Regions from separate parts of the Mus musculus genome. Here region 1 is linked to region 2. Evidence: chromatin contacts called from public HiChIP or PLAC-seq data. All regions are on one chromosome and are shown on one strand. The core of a region is the stretch at or near the end of the contact, and the rest is flanking DNA. Distances in the headings are between cores, read along the strand shown.

What was found. HiChIP or PLAC-seq counts read pairs in DNA pulled down with a chosen protein or histone mark.
Region 1: a contact with region 2 is called in an H3K4me3 HiChIP or PLAC-seq map of embryonic basal ganglia, with 5 times the contacts expected there. The contact joins two enhancer-like sites. A contact is called at or near these places in 3 of 484 Hi-C or Micro-C datasets (all in embryonic stem cells) and 2 of 115 datasets of contacts at active chromatin or transcription factors (embryonic basal ganglia and embryonic stem cells).

Annotation. Positions count from the first base shown.
Region 1 is chr1:90,559,415-90,566,638 of GRCm38.p6, reverse strand. All of the region lies in intron 2 of Gm41917 (a long non-coding RNA gene), which reads left to right. Among named protein-coding and RNA genes, the nearest start is that of Gm35141, 15 kb to the right of the region's middle. Within about 2 kb of position 5,513, at least 10 of the 459 cell types and tissues checked have an H3K27ac peak or open chromatin away from gene starts, as enhancers often do. A contact at or near this core is called in embryonic basal ganglia, where this site is marked.
Region 2 is chr1:90,185,118-90,192,026 of GRCm38.p6, reverse strand. No RefSeq gene overlaps it. Among named protein-coding and RNA genes, the nearest start is that of Ackr3, 15 kb to the left of the region's middle. Within about 2 kb of position 2,751, at least 6 of the 459 cell types and tissues checked have an H3K27ac peak or open chromatin away from gene starts, as enhancers often do. A contact at or near this core is called in embryonic basal ganglia, where this site is marked.

The sequences.
Region 1 (7,224 bases), core at 4,264-6,763, 370 kb before region 2:
AGCAAAACCCAAAAGCAGCAACAACAACAACAAAGCCAGAGAGAATGCACCCAGTTCCCTGTTCCTTGTTCCTCTGGGTGGCCAGGTACCTTCCTCGGGTTTCTTTCCAAGCAATAGAGCCAGATGGCTCTTCTTAACCTCCTTAGGGAATCATCGTTAGTGAGTGGAATTCATGCTGCTTAGGACCAAGTTTTAAGTTCTTGTGATACTCTCCATGCTACCTGACCCATCTCTATTAAACCGTGAAACCTCTCATTGTGGGTTGAATGCCTTTGCCTTCCAAAATTCAGGCAGGAAGCTTTTTGTTTGTTTGTTTGTCTGTTTGAAACAAAGTCTCTGTGTAGTCTAGTCTGGACCTTGAATTCAGTTTCCCTGCCTCAGCCTGCCAATTGCTGAGATTAGAGACTTGCCCCACAATGTTTGCTTCAGCTCATGGTGGGGTTTAACTGGGAGATAAATGATGTTGGATATTCGCCCCACTCAAGTGGCAGGAAAGGCTTCCCCTGCCCTGGACTCCTTTTGTAAACTTTGTAAACTTTTGTATACTTTGTAAACTTTGTAAACTCTCAGGGCAGGAAAGTGGCCGCCCCCAGCCTGAGGAGTACCAGCCCCAGACCCCTCCTCCATACCTCTCTGTCATAACTGGTGGTTTCCAGCCTCTATAACTGTCACAAGGTCATCTCCAGCCCCTCATCAGGACCCTCCCAGATTATGCTAATTTTAAGTAAAAAATCTGAACAAAAGCCACCAAGCCCTGAATTTTCCACAGAAACTTACCATTCTCTGAGCATGAAAGCCCACCAATGTTGGAGCAGGAAATCCCACCAATCTCTGAGTTTCCCCAAGTTCATGATTTAAAATCCCACCAGTCCTCACCCTGGAAAGCTTCACCCTAGAAAGTTCCACCACCACCCCAACTCCCCCCAACCCCTGCAAGAACCCCTATATAAGCACTGCCCTTTGTCCCATTCCCTGCTGTCTGCTCCCTCCAGTGAGTATAGGCAGCAACTCCTGGATTCTCTCTCCACACCCTGAACCCTTCAATAAATCTATTTCATGAGATTAGCTGTGTGGTATGACTCACTGAGAGAAGACAGAAAGTGATGTAGAGAAGACGAGAAGCAAAAAGAAGGAGCTGAGCTGTGGCTCCTGAGTTCCTCAGCTCAGCAGGGGATACTCTTCCCAGGGAGCTGCAACACCTCTCTCTGCTGGGGAGGCTTCCTCTTAGAGCTATGTGGTCCCTGGGCTCCTTTGTCTCAGGATGCCCATCCCTTGGGACACTATCCCCCCTCAGAGCTGCGTGGTTCCTGGGCTTCAGAGTCCCAGGACACCTTCCTATCCAAGCAAAAGGCCAACAGATGGAGCTGTGTGGGAGGTGATCTCCACAGCAGGTATGTAGTATGTCTTTGTAAGCCACTGATGAGAAATGTCTCACCTGAAACATATGTGTTCCCCAAAGACTAAAGACTAAGGAACTGTTATTCTGCATTTAATTGATTAAACCAAAGACTCCTACGCAGAATCTCTTTACATAACACAGAAAAACACATCATATGTAGTTATCACTTGAGCCCAAGTACTCGGGAGGACTATGATGGTTAGTTTTAACTGTCAACTTGCCACAGCCTAGAATCACTTAGCATTTCAATGAAGGGTTGTCTCTATCAGGTTGGCCTGGGGCATATCTGTGGGAATTGTCTTGATAATTGATGTAGGAAGACCCACTCCACTGTGGGTGGCATTATTCCCTAAACAGGGATTCCCAAGCTACATAAGAGTAGTGAAAGCTACGTGACAGCAAACCAACAAGCAGCAGGCAAGCATGCACTTATTTTTTTCTCTGCTCCTGACTGAGCTGTGATGTGCTTAGCTACTTGAATCCTTGCCTTGCCTTCCACTCAATAATAAAGTCTAATCTGGAGCTGAAACGCAAATAAACCACTTCTTCTCTAAATTGCTTTTTTCCCAAGATATGTGTTCACCGTTATAGACATGAAGTCAGAACAGGGATGTACTTAAATGGAAGGCAAGCATGGGTCCTTAGAATGTAGATTGTACTTGGAGCTCACATTGCTTATGGGACATCTTAAAAGAACAGAGCTCTGAATGTCTCACAGGTCCTGCCACTCACAGATCAACAACCATTGCTCTTGGTAGGGAATATCACAGCCTATTTGGCTCCATCCAAAGTAGAATTCTGCTGCTGCTGTTGCATATCTCCCCTCCATCATAACAATATGTTAAAAGAAGCAAACACTGCCCTTGAGTTGTCTGTTGTCGCTATGCCTCAATATAGTTAAAGTTGCCATTTTAAAATGGTAATTACATAGTATGTGAGCCAGACAGGAAACTGGCCACAGCTATGTTTTCAGCCTGTAACAGGGTACTGAGAACTGGACTTACCTTTGCTTGCTTTGGGCTCTAATTGGAGCTGAAGTCAGGATGTTGAGTCATGGCTGAGTGGAGGTGTTTTGGAGAGAAGTTCACACATGGAATTTCGAGCTGATAATTTACCTTGGTTTAGGGGCTATAGTTATACAGAGGGAGGTGTGGCCAGCAAATGCTTCTATCTGACCTCCACAAGAGTAGTTATTTATTGCAGGCATCACTGGGAAGAAAAAGCCTGTCCCTTGGAGTCATCGGAGGAGAACTCCCTAGATGTGCGAAGAGGAAGGAATGTATGGCTGACTTATTCTTTCATTCATTTACCAAGTATTTGGGACACATTGCTACATATATCCATGCTACACATAAGCCCCTGCATCCCAGAGTCTGAGTTTTCTAGCAGATGTAGTATAGAGAAAACAGATAGTAAGCAAAAAAGATCCTATCTAGAATGTGCCATGAGGAATGGTGAAAATGTGGCCAAGGGAAGAGAGGGCCATTTCAGCACAGTCAGCTGCAGGGAGTGATTCTGAGAGGCTGCGCAGAGGATAGCTGCAGGGAGTGAAAGAGTCGGCCACAGTCTCTGCAAGGGAGGAGTGGGTCAGGAAGAGGAAGCATCTCGTGCAAAGGCACTGAGGTGGTAGCAAGGTTCCAGGGTTATCTAAAGCTGCTTCCTCCTTCCCACTCTATCCTACATCCCACTCTCCTATTCTCCAACCGGCCCAGCTCTGCCAATATGATAAATACATTGAAAACAGCTCTGTTGAGGTATAATAGATATATAACTCCTGTTGCTATTTATTATCTATAAATGCAAAGAACAGAAGGATGCTCCTGCAGCAAAGGGCCATCATCTGGAGTTCAGATGTTCAGGCTGAGTATTGGAGCCAGGCATGATGAGGCTGGGGGAGCTTTCCTTTAGGGAGGAAGAGGGGGTAGGTGGGGTGGGAGATGCTGAGGTTCAGGCTGCTGTCAAAATCTTCTTTGCAGGAGGCAGGGATGGGCTCCAAGAGAAGGCAGTTGATGCTGGGTCAGTTGCAAGGGGAGAGTTTAACCCTCTCTTACTGTTTCTGTCTCCCCCGTTTCTGTTTCTCACCATCTCTGTGTCTGTCTCTCTGTGTCTCTGTGTGTGTGCGTGTGTGCATGTGTAAGTTAGAGATCAACACCAGGTGTCTTACTCAATCACTCTACACTTTTTTTTTTTTTTTTTTTTTTTTTTTGGAGACGGGGTCTCTCACTGACCCCTGTAGCTCATCAATGCAATGAAACTGAGTTTGCAACTAAGCCTCAAGGAATCATCCTCTTGTCTCTACTTCAACAGTTCCAGGATTCCAGGCTACACTGTTGCTTTGGTTACCTTTCTGTTGCTGGGATAAACATTATAACCAAAATCAACTTGAAGAGGAAAGGGTTTATTTGGCTCACACATCCCAACCCTGTCCATCCCTGAGGGAACTCAATGCAGGGACTGGTCAATACCTTGAGGGAATGGTGCTTATTGGTTTGCTCTTCCTTGGCTAGCTCAGTAGGCTTTCATATGTACCTCAGGAACACCTGCCCAGGGCTGTCACCAAGCACAGTGGTCTGTGCCCTCCCACACCAATCATCAATACAGGAAGTGCCTATAGGCTTGCCCATGGGCCAGTCTGGAGGAGACATTTTCTATTTCTCTTCTCTTCAGATTTCATTTTCTTTAATTTGTTTTTGGTATAATATTTTAATTAACTCATTAGGAATTTTATACACGTATACATTGTACTCGGGTCATACTCACCCCCTACTCCTTCTAATCCTCCAAGATACACCCCTACTTACTCACCTTCTTCCAACTTTGACTTTTTAAAACATATTTTAGTTGAGATAGCATAACATCAATGACCTCTTCCCTTTCTTCCTCCAGCTCCTCCCTGCTATTCTCCCCTGATCCCCTCCCAGGCCCCCACTCTTAAGTTGATAGCCTCTTTTCTTTTATTATATGTTATATATGTGCACACATGTATATATGTGTGTGCAAATACACACACATGTCCTGCTGAGTTTGTTTTTGCTAGTGGCATGTACATGGTTTCAATCCTGAACACTGCATTGAACAACCAATAAGGGATCTCGTCTCTGGGAGAAGCTATTTGTCTTCTCTGTTGTCATTGGCTGCCAATAGTTCTTTGTCTAGAGATGGGAATTTGTGAAATTTTCCTGCTTCTGTATTAACATGTCCATTGATATTGTGTTCCCAACAATCCATGATCCCTGCACTGTCCAAGTGTGGTTTTCTGTGATGGTCTGCATTTGCTGTAAAGAGAGGGCTTTTTGATGAGACCTGGTAACTACACCTCACTGAGGGTATAAAGAATTTTATTAATTGAATTTCCCTTGACTCTAGCTTGTGTCCAGTTGACATGAATCTAGCTAGCACAGCTCTGATGCCCGGCTTTTTCTGTGGATTCTCAGGATCCAAGCATAGATCCTCTGGCTTTCACAGCCAAGCACTTACCAACTGAGTCAAACCCCAAAGCCCTACTTTCCTTCCACACTCTTGAATTTGTTTACAAGTAATAACCTTTAAGGGCTTGTGGTGGTTTGAATATGCTTGGCCCATGGGAAGTGGCACTATTAGAAGGTGTGGCCTTATTGGAGAAGCCTTGTTAGAGGAAGTATGTCACTGAGGAGGTGGGACTCTGAGGTCTTTTATACATGCTCAAGTCTGGCCATTGTGACAAAGTCTCCTGGCTGCCTTCCAACTAAGATGTAGAACTCTTGGCTCTTTCAACCCCATGCCTGCCTGGATGCTGCCATGCTTCCTGCCATGATGATAATGGTCTGGACCTCTGAAAATGTAAGCCAGCCCCAGTTAAATGTTGTCCTTATAAGAGTTGCCCTGGTCACAGTGTCTCTTCACAGCAATAGAACCCTAAGTTGGGGCTTGTTATGCAAAGTACAGGGAGTTCTTAGTATTCAGAAATTACATTTCAAAGTTCCCATATATGTGCGTTTTCCTGGGAGATTCCATATCGATGTTTTTAAGGGGGTCTGTGTCCCTGAAGGCTCTGGGCCTGTTTATCTGCATGGGGCTGCTTGCCACTGCCAGGGAGACAATTAGTGTCTGGCACGGGTTCAGCCCCAGCTGCTTCCCTGGGGACTTTTGTGTTCTTGTTTGAATACCAAAAAGTTAAATTACCCACGTGCCTCTTTGTCCCACAGTCCCAGCTTCGTGGCCCTGAGCTGACATGTAATAAGTCTCTGAAAGAATCTAAGTAGAAAAGATCCACAAAGCAGTGTGCTGGAGCCTAACCTTGTCAAAATGCCCTGTGCAGACAGTAATGAAGGTAGCAACCATCTCAGAAAAACAAAGAGCCCACGCTTCAGGGACCTCCATATCCCGGGCTGAGCACATTCCCAGGACAGCGAGGAAGCTCAAATCTGTTTGCAAAGCATCCTTTCTGGCAATCTTTGGAGGAAAACCTTCCTTTGATAATGGGGGAGTTGGAAGACATGTAGAGGTGAGAAAACTCCAAATGATGTGAGGAACATCAACAACCCTTTCTGGAAGGGCCATAAGGGAAAGAAACATTGAGAATGGTAAGGGAACCAACCTAGAGATTTCATGTGCCATAAAAAGCGACCCTAATGCTCTCCAGGCTGGGGCTCATCTAACTCCTGTTGGTCCAGGTGGAGACCTGTCTGTCTTTCCTGGATCTTCTGAAAGCAGTGATGTGGCTTTGGGCATGACTAGTGCACCTCTGTGGGTCTTCAACTTTCCCTCCATAAAGGGCCTTCTGTGATCACAGTAAGGTCAGACAGGGATATGTAAGGTAGAGAGTGTCTTAGTCAGGGTTTCTATCCCTGCACAAACATCATGACCAATAAACAAGTTGGGGAGGAAAGGGTTTATTCAGCTTGTATTTCCAAATTGCTGTTCATCACTTAAGGAATTCAGGACTGAAACTCAAGCAGGTCAGGAAGCAGGAGCTGATGCAGAAGCCATGGAGGGATGTTCCTTACTGGCTTGCTTCCCCTGGCTTGTTCAGCCTGCTCTCTTATAGAACCCAAGACTACCAGCCCAGGGATGGTCCCACCCACAAGGGGCCTTTCCCCTCTTGATCACTAATTGAGAAAATGCCTTACAGCTGGATCTCATGGAGGCCTCTCCTCAACTGAAGCTCCTTTCTCTGTGATAACTCCAGCTTGTGTCAAGTTGACACAAAACCAGCCAGTACAGAGAGGTCTGTAGCATGCTTTATGGTCTTCCTTTATGCCATCCCCTAGCCATGAGGTGGACTCAGATGCTTTCTCCAATGCTGGCCTCTGCCTTTTAAGTAGCCTTCCTCTCCAAGGTGCATACCTGCCCAGCGAGGCACCATTTTTCCTTGTAAGTGAAGACAAGTCTTGAAGTCACATGGTTGGGTGCAGTCAACTCCTCCAGTAGTCTCTCTTTTCTGACACCTCATGGGCCAGCCTGGGGTCAGGACTGAATGTGGGCTCAGAGCAGAGCATGTTCCCACTCTAGGGCTACAGTACTGTCAGCCCTTTGATTAGAAACTGCATCTTAAATGTTGTGCCCTCAAGCTCTTGTTGCTTGACTCATGATCAGGGAGTGTACCCTTTCCTCACTCTCCACTGTTAATGAGGCTCGAGATTCCTACACATGGCTCGCTGATTTTTCCCCACCTTGCTCCTGGATGCCCTCTCCTACAGTACATCCTAATAAATAGCAGGGTTCTCTACTATCTCTCTACTATCTACTCTCCCATCTTCCTGTGGGCATAGAAAGTGATGCTTTCCTTCAGCCAAATATTTGAGCTCTTCTGCCCAGTGTCTGGGTTTCATCTAATGGTGATAGGA
Region 2 (6,909 bases), core at 1,502-4,001:
TCTCTGTGCTTTTGTTGTCCTTTTATTTTCCTACACAAGGAAATGTCAATCAAGCAACAATCTGCCCTTCACATCATTCCTGTAAGGTATTCTGTCACGGTGACATACCAGAGAAGTCAGTACTTCTCCCTTAAGTATCTCCACCATCTTTCTCCTCTAAGGCTGCAGGCAGCTGATGAGAGTGTCTACCTGATTAGCCTTAAGGCCAGGTAAGGACCGAGCCTGAAAAGCCCCATTTCTGTCATTGACGGTCACATAAGTAGTATTCACTTATGCGATTCTCTCTGTTGACACCTTGGAGGAGGGTTTTGAAGGTCTTCCTCATCCCTCAGGATCCCCAGCCTCTAGCAGGGAGGCTTGCCATGCTGCCCTGTCCCGGGAAGAGTCTATATAACCAGGAAGAAAGCGTGAGCATGCGCAGTTTATACTGGGCAGGGAGGCTGGGGGAGGAGCAGAGCAAAGACATTGCTAGATCAAAAATGTTGCTGGAGAGACAAAGCAGGTGTGTTTCAGACCGGAGTTGGCCTAGGAAGCTAGCTCTGTCCTGAGATCCAATTCCCAGCCATCCAGGGAAAGCAGCCCGGCACTGGGACATCCCAGCACGAGTTTGGCAACTGAATGAGAGCGAGGCTTTGGGATCTGGGCCTGCAGTGGAGGGGCCCATGAGGTTTGTTAACATGGGGCATTAGAAATCTCTTCCAGAGCTTGTTCTGTGAAGCTCTCTGGAGAGGTTTGGAGCTCACTGCAACATGGCCACAGATGTGTTTGTGTCTCAGATGGTTCTGTGGAGAGTATGTGGATCCTTGACCCCTCTCACTGTGCTGGGTGAGAACGGTGTTAAGTCAGAAGGAGGTGCCAAGGGTGGATACAAGAAGGAAGTCTTGCCTCCCTGTTGGGCACAGTAGCCCTGTGGGTTTTCACTGCACATGAGGCTCCTCCTTTGCCAGGGTCCTGGAGTCCCATAGCCTCAGCTTCTCCACAGCCAGGCAGGTTTAAGGAACTACCTCATCTAAAATGTAATTCCCCAGACCCATAAGATGTTCCCTGCTGTCCCATGAGCTCTGCCTTCTACATATCATCTGTATCTCACTCCTGGATGAGTCTTCCTCTCTGTGTGCCTCAGTCTTGGGGCCTGGCTCTTTTGCATCTATGAATCTCAGTTTCTCTCCAGTCTTTCTCTTACTGGTTAGTTCCTCATAACCTCCTTCTTGTTGCTGTCTTTTGAGTTGTTGGTGTGATCACGCACAGAACAAAACCCAAGGCCTCAAATCTGCTAGGCAAGCATTCCATCAGTGAGACACACCCAACCCCTCAAAACTGACAGACGCTGCCTGCTCCGGTGCCTTGCTTGGAGTCTGTCTCCCGCTGACTGGCCCTCTTTAGTCTAAGCACCTCTTTGCTCCTGCCGCCCCGACCCTTCCCACTCAGAACTCATCACCCTCAGGGGTCCACGAAGGCCTTGTTCAGATCTGCTGGCACTGGCTGAACCATGCTTTCTGCTACAGTTATCCGTGTGACATGTGTAAAGGATTAATAACTCTCGATGTTTGGGGACCACATCTTACTTTTGTTTTCCCAGAATAGAGAGGGGTCGAGTTCTGCAGTGATGGGGCACAGCTGAGCTGTGGGGTTCCCTGTGGTGCTGTATCCTTGTGACCTCCCATCTGGGACCCTAAATGACTGTGGCACAGTTGCAGGTGTGAAGCGGGCTCTGAACAAAGCCATGCTTTGAGGGGCTGGATGAATAACATCGCAAGACAAATGGCTCCAGATGCCTAGAACAGGTGGGGTGGAGCCATGAAAACATTACCTAAAAGGACACGCTGTTTCCTCAGCCTTTCTCTTCCAGATCTCTTTCCTACACCAGATGTGTGCCAACCAACCTTGGTCCCACAAGCCCACATTACTGTTCAAAGCTATAAGTTCAGACTGCAGGCACTGAGCTGGGTGCCCTCCCAGGCTGGAACTTTTATGCACCTAGGATGCAATGAGCTGGCAGCTGGATGTGCTTCTGGCCCCTCCCACAACATGAGGCGTGCCCTTCCTGAGCTCCAGCGAGGTTCCTCTGTATCTGATCTCTTAAGACACTCAACCCTCCAACCACCACAAGCTGGCCATCCAGCTCAGCCTGTGACCCTGTTGCCCTGTGTGCTCTTTCTCTTTCTGGATCTTCTTTCTCAGCCTCTCTACCTTTGCTGCTTTATGTAAAATTCAAAACACGCTAAGGGTAAGCATGCTGAAACTCAACGGTGTGGTGTTTCCTTTAGAGTGGGCAGGTTGGGTCTCCTGAACTTTGCAGTGACCTGCGAGTCTTAGCTCTGGTGGCTGCCTCTCCTTGCATCCCTTTGATTGATGGTACTGTGTGTTAACTTTACACTGTTTCTAAGGGCATCCCTACAAACGCATCTATGTGAGCAAATGTACTGATCACATGACCACCATCCCTGTGTGGCCTCGATGTATTTGGATCCTCTAGCTATCAACAAAAGCAAGATTTCACTATGTCTCCCCGATAAAACTTCCCCTACCCATCCTCCCAACCCCCTCTGACCGGGAGAGAGGAAGGCTGGAAGGAAACGCATCTTAAAGGACCTCGATGGCAGTTTCTTCAGCTTGGCCTTTACCGCTGTCCCCAAAATTCCCCCTGCCAACTAATGAGCTCCAGATAAATGACAGTTCTTTCTCTGTCCGCAGTGTCCATTCTCTCCTGTGGCCTTCATACACAATCCCAAGGACACACTGGCAAGTCCTGGCCCATTGACCTGGCAGGGAGGTCCTCCCCCCCACTTCTCCATCTCTTTTCAGGAGCTCACAATACAAATTTGCATCCTAAAAGATCCTCTCCATTCTGCCCTGGAAAATGCCAGGCTCTGCTGCGGACATGTGTCAAAACTCTGAATTGCTATGAGATGGCAGATCCAGGGAGAGCATTGCGTGATTGCATGGCGTGTGTGTTAGGGGAGGGGTGGACCATGTTTCAATTAATTTGCAGATGTGAAAGAAGATACAAGGCCAGAGCATAGATTCGAACACATAGCCAGTCCCAAGCGTAGCATCCGGAGCATGGTGGGAGATTGTCCCCTCCAACCCCAACCTGGAGCTGTGGCTGTTGGCCTCCCTGAGCCAGGGTAGAGATAACAGCTGTGGGGCCAGCTGAGGGTCCCAACTGCAAGATCGGGAAAACAGAGGAAACAGACTGACCAGCAGAACCAGGCCTCGGAGGGCTAGGCTGCGCTATCAGTCAGAGTCGGCTGGCACTGGAAATGACTGGGCATAGTTCTCAGCAGCCCAAGGCACGTTTTGCTGCTACAAACCCTCCACTTGGCCTTGCAGAGACTCTCATACTGGATCAGAAGAGGGACAAGTGACGAGGCAGGATGGCACCCACTTGCATGCTAGTATCGGTTAGTGCATGAGCCTGCTGCTTCCTGGTTTTGCTTCCCACAGACAAGGGTTGAACCAAGGACCCCTATCATGCTAGCTACCCAGGATCCCTCATGGTGCATGTCCCTGCCTGGTTCCGTATGCCTCTGGGTATCACGGACCAGCACTTCCTGCGTGCTTACAGAAGCATCTAGAGTTTGTTTTCTTTGCTACAACCAGACTGGCCTGGAAGCAGATGCCCCAGGTCAAAAGCACAGCGGGGACCTGGAAGTGGCCAAGTGAGAAGGGATGTGAGATGCAGGGCTGGTGGCGTGAGAAACCAGACTCCTGTCTGTGGCTGGCACATAGAAGGTGCCCTGAGTTTCAAGAGGCTAACATAGAAGTAAGGCAATATCATATCACCCAATAGTATCACCTTTGCCCTCAGATGGATGCAAGATGTGTATTTCCATCAGTGCTAAGAGAGGCTGGAAAACTGAGACAGGGCATCCAAAGAAAATAACGCCCCCAGAAGGGGAGAAAAAAGATAGTTCTATAACAGGGGTTGTCACCCAAGGGTGACATAAACTAAGAAGCAGGTTGGCTCTTACACACGTTCGCGACCGGCCAGGAAAGATGCAACAAACCGGAATCTTCTGCGGCAAAAGCTTTATTGCTTACATCTTCAGGAGCCAGAGAGCAAGAGAGCCAGAGAGCCAGAGAGCCAGCGAGCAAGAGAGAGAAAAAGAACAAGAAAGCAAGAGAGAGAATGGCAAAACCCCGTCCCTTTTAAGGAGAATTATCCTCCGCCTAGGACGTGTCACTCCCTGATTGGCTGCAGCCCATCGGCCGAGTTGTCGTCACGGGGAAGGCAGAGCACATGGGGTGGAGAACTACCCTTGGCACATGTGCAGATTATTTGTTTACCACTTAGAACACAGGATGTCAGCGCCATCTTGCAACGTTGAATGTGAGGGCGGCTCCCCACAGGTGGCCTCTCCCCAGGTGCCTCGTGGAGAGGTGTAAGCCATTCCTGCCTCTGCCCAGCAGGACATCTCTGCACAATGGTACATGACATAGTGAACAGCTTCATTATCAATGAAAAGAAGGACAGCCATACACTTGAAACAAGAGTCTATTCCGGAGCCCTGGCAACATCCCTGAAGAGGCTGTTAAATGTCCTTGTTTCACAGATGAAGAACCCCAAGTTCAAAATACTGCACGCCCTGTCTGCAGCCTAGCCTGAGCTTAGGGTTAAGTCAACCTCTGACCATCTTGGGAAGACTCAGATCCACCTGCTTATCCTGCCCAGAATTGAAGAGAGCTGTTGGCTCAGGCTGGGATAATAGCTTGGTCGGTAAAGTGCCTGCCTCGAAAGCATAAGGATCAGGGTTCTTCCACTGAACTCACATAAGGCTGGGTGGGGTACTGTGCTCTTGTGTTCCTAGAGCTGGCAAGGCCGGGACAGATAGGTTCTTAGAGCTCACTGGCCATCCAGCCTTACCTAATGGCCAAGCTCCAGGCCGATGAAAGACGTTATCATCACACAATGACAAGACAGATGGCATCTAAGGAAGGACAGCTAAGTTCACAGCTGTCAGGCACATACACGGTTGGTTGGTTGGTTGGTGGTGGTTGGTTTGTTTGGTTGGTTTTGTTTTGCACATGTTGGTTCTCCAGTTGTAACAGAATCCCTGGAAACTGAGAGGATTCCTTCACCCCAGCTCTGGAAAAGTACCCAGCCTGGCTAGTGCACGGAGCAAGAAATCTATCCTTATTCTGGCAGCAGGGTTCACTGGGTCCAGGCACAGCCCAAGGCAGAAAGGACGCCACCAGCTTTGCTCCCTCTTCACCATCACTGCATAGACTGGCCAGAGACAGACTTTCTCATGACCACGGGAACAGAGCAAAGCCAGAACCGGATTCCACCCTATGGCAATGTGGTTGGTGTCAGTAGAACTGGGAGCTCCCTAACTTTCAATCCAGAGTTTGTCTCAGATGAGCTGATGGGCATCTGAACAGATCAACGGTTCCATGGCTGAAGACAGACACCCTCTGCCTGCCACAACCTGCAGACGCAGTCTCATGAAGAAAATTATGGTCTGTGGGCAGTGCTCATTCATCTGTCCCCTAGACAGGTCTCACACACATCTGTGGCACTCTTCTTAAAGGTACACCTGGCTTCACCACATTTTCTACCTACCAGAGCCATAGGGTGTCACACCAGACACGGCCCATCCCCTTCTAGATGAATCATGGACTTGGCACAAGCCTCCCGGCCCAGCTGTATCCTGTTCCTGCTCTTTCACACACAGTGGCAATGGGGGAGGAGACGAGCATCCTCCACCACACCATAGGCTCTGCGTGTCTGCTTCCCTGTGATGGACCCTGCCAACACACTCCCAAGTGCTACTATGTAGGTGAGGTTGCCTCATAGGCTGACTTGGGCCACCAGCTATAGCTAGCTGATAGTTATGGACTCCAGAAGGCTAGCTGTGCCAATGAGGAACACCTAGAGTCATCCTTCCAGCTCTGCAGGCAACATGGCTAGTCAAGATGTGACTCTACTGGTACTACTGAAAGATGAGGGGTATGCCTGCAACCTCACTCCAGCCAGAGTGGATTTGTTCCCATCTTGTTCCCAGTCCCAAAGCTGGAAGGGTAGGTGGGTGGTTGAGAAAAGAGCCAACACTGGAGCTAAAGGAGGAGGATAGATAATCCCAGGATGGTTAATCCTGACTGCAGTTTGGTTAGATGTAGAATCACCTCAAAGATATAGCTCTGGATGGGTCTGTGCATGTTTTTCCAGGAAGGGTGAACAAAAATGAGAGAAGTGTCCTCCAGGGTGGGTGGCGCCTTTCAGCAATGGCTCAGATAGAGAGGTCTGAGGTGGGGACAGTGCTGTTAGCTCACTTTAGCTTCTTGCAGAGTGTGTCACTGCTGGAGCTGCTGTCGCCATCCTCAGGGACACCGGGGACACTGGAGCACAGCTTTTTAATACCTTCCAACATGGACTGATGATGACTCTCCAGGAGCTCTGCAGGTCTCCAGTGCCAGATTGGGGCTCTTGAGGTTCACCTTTGTGGAGTGAGCAATTCAGGACTTCTCTGCCTCTCCTGCATGCAGCCACTCTTGGACTGCCCAGTCCACACTGTGTGAGTCAAAGTAAACATGTCCCTTGGCACTCTACTGCCATTCACGGGTCCTATTCCTCAAGGGAATTCCAACATACACATCTCATGTAAGATATACCATCACGTAGCCTGCTCTTGGCACATGATGGTGGCCTCTGCTTTCTTCTAAAATGGAACAAAATACTAACGCTCTTAAGCACAGCCTTAAGGGCTCGCTTGTAAACCCCAGTGTTTGGGAAGTGGAAGTAGGAGAACAAGGAGTGCAGGGCTAGCCTGAGCTACACGTGAAACCCTCTCAATAAAGAAAAAGTTTAATAAAGGGAGATAACTTTTCTTTTAGATTCTTAGGCAATTTCATTGTTCTCTTCCAGAATTCCTATGAAAAGCAAAACTGCCTTTGAGAATTACAAAG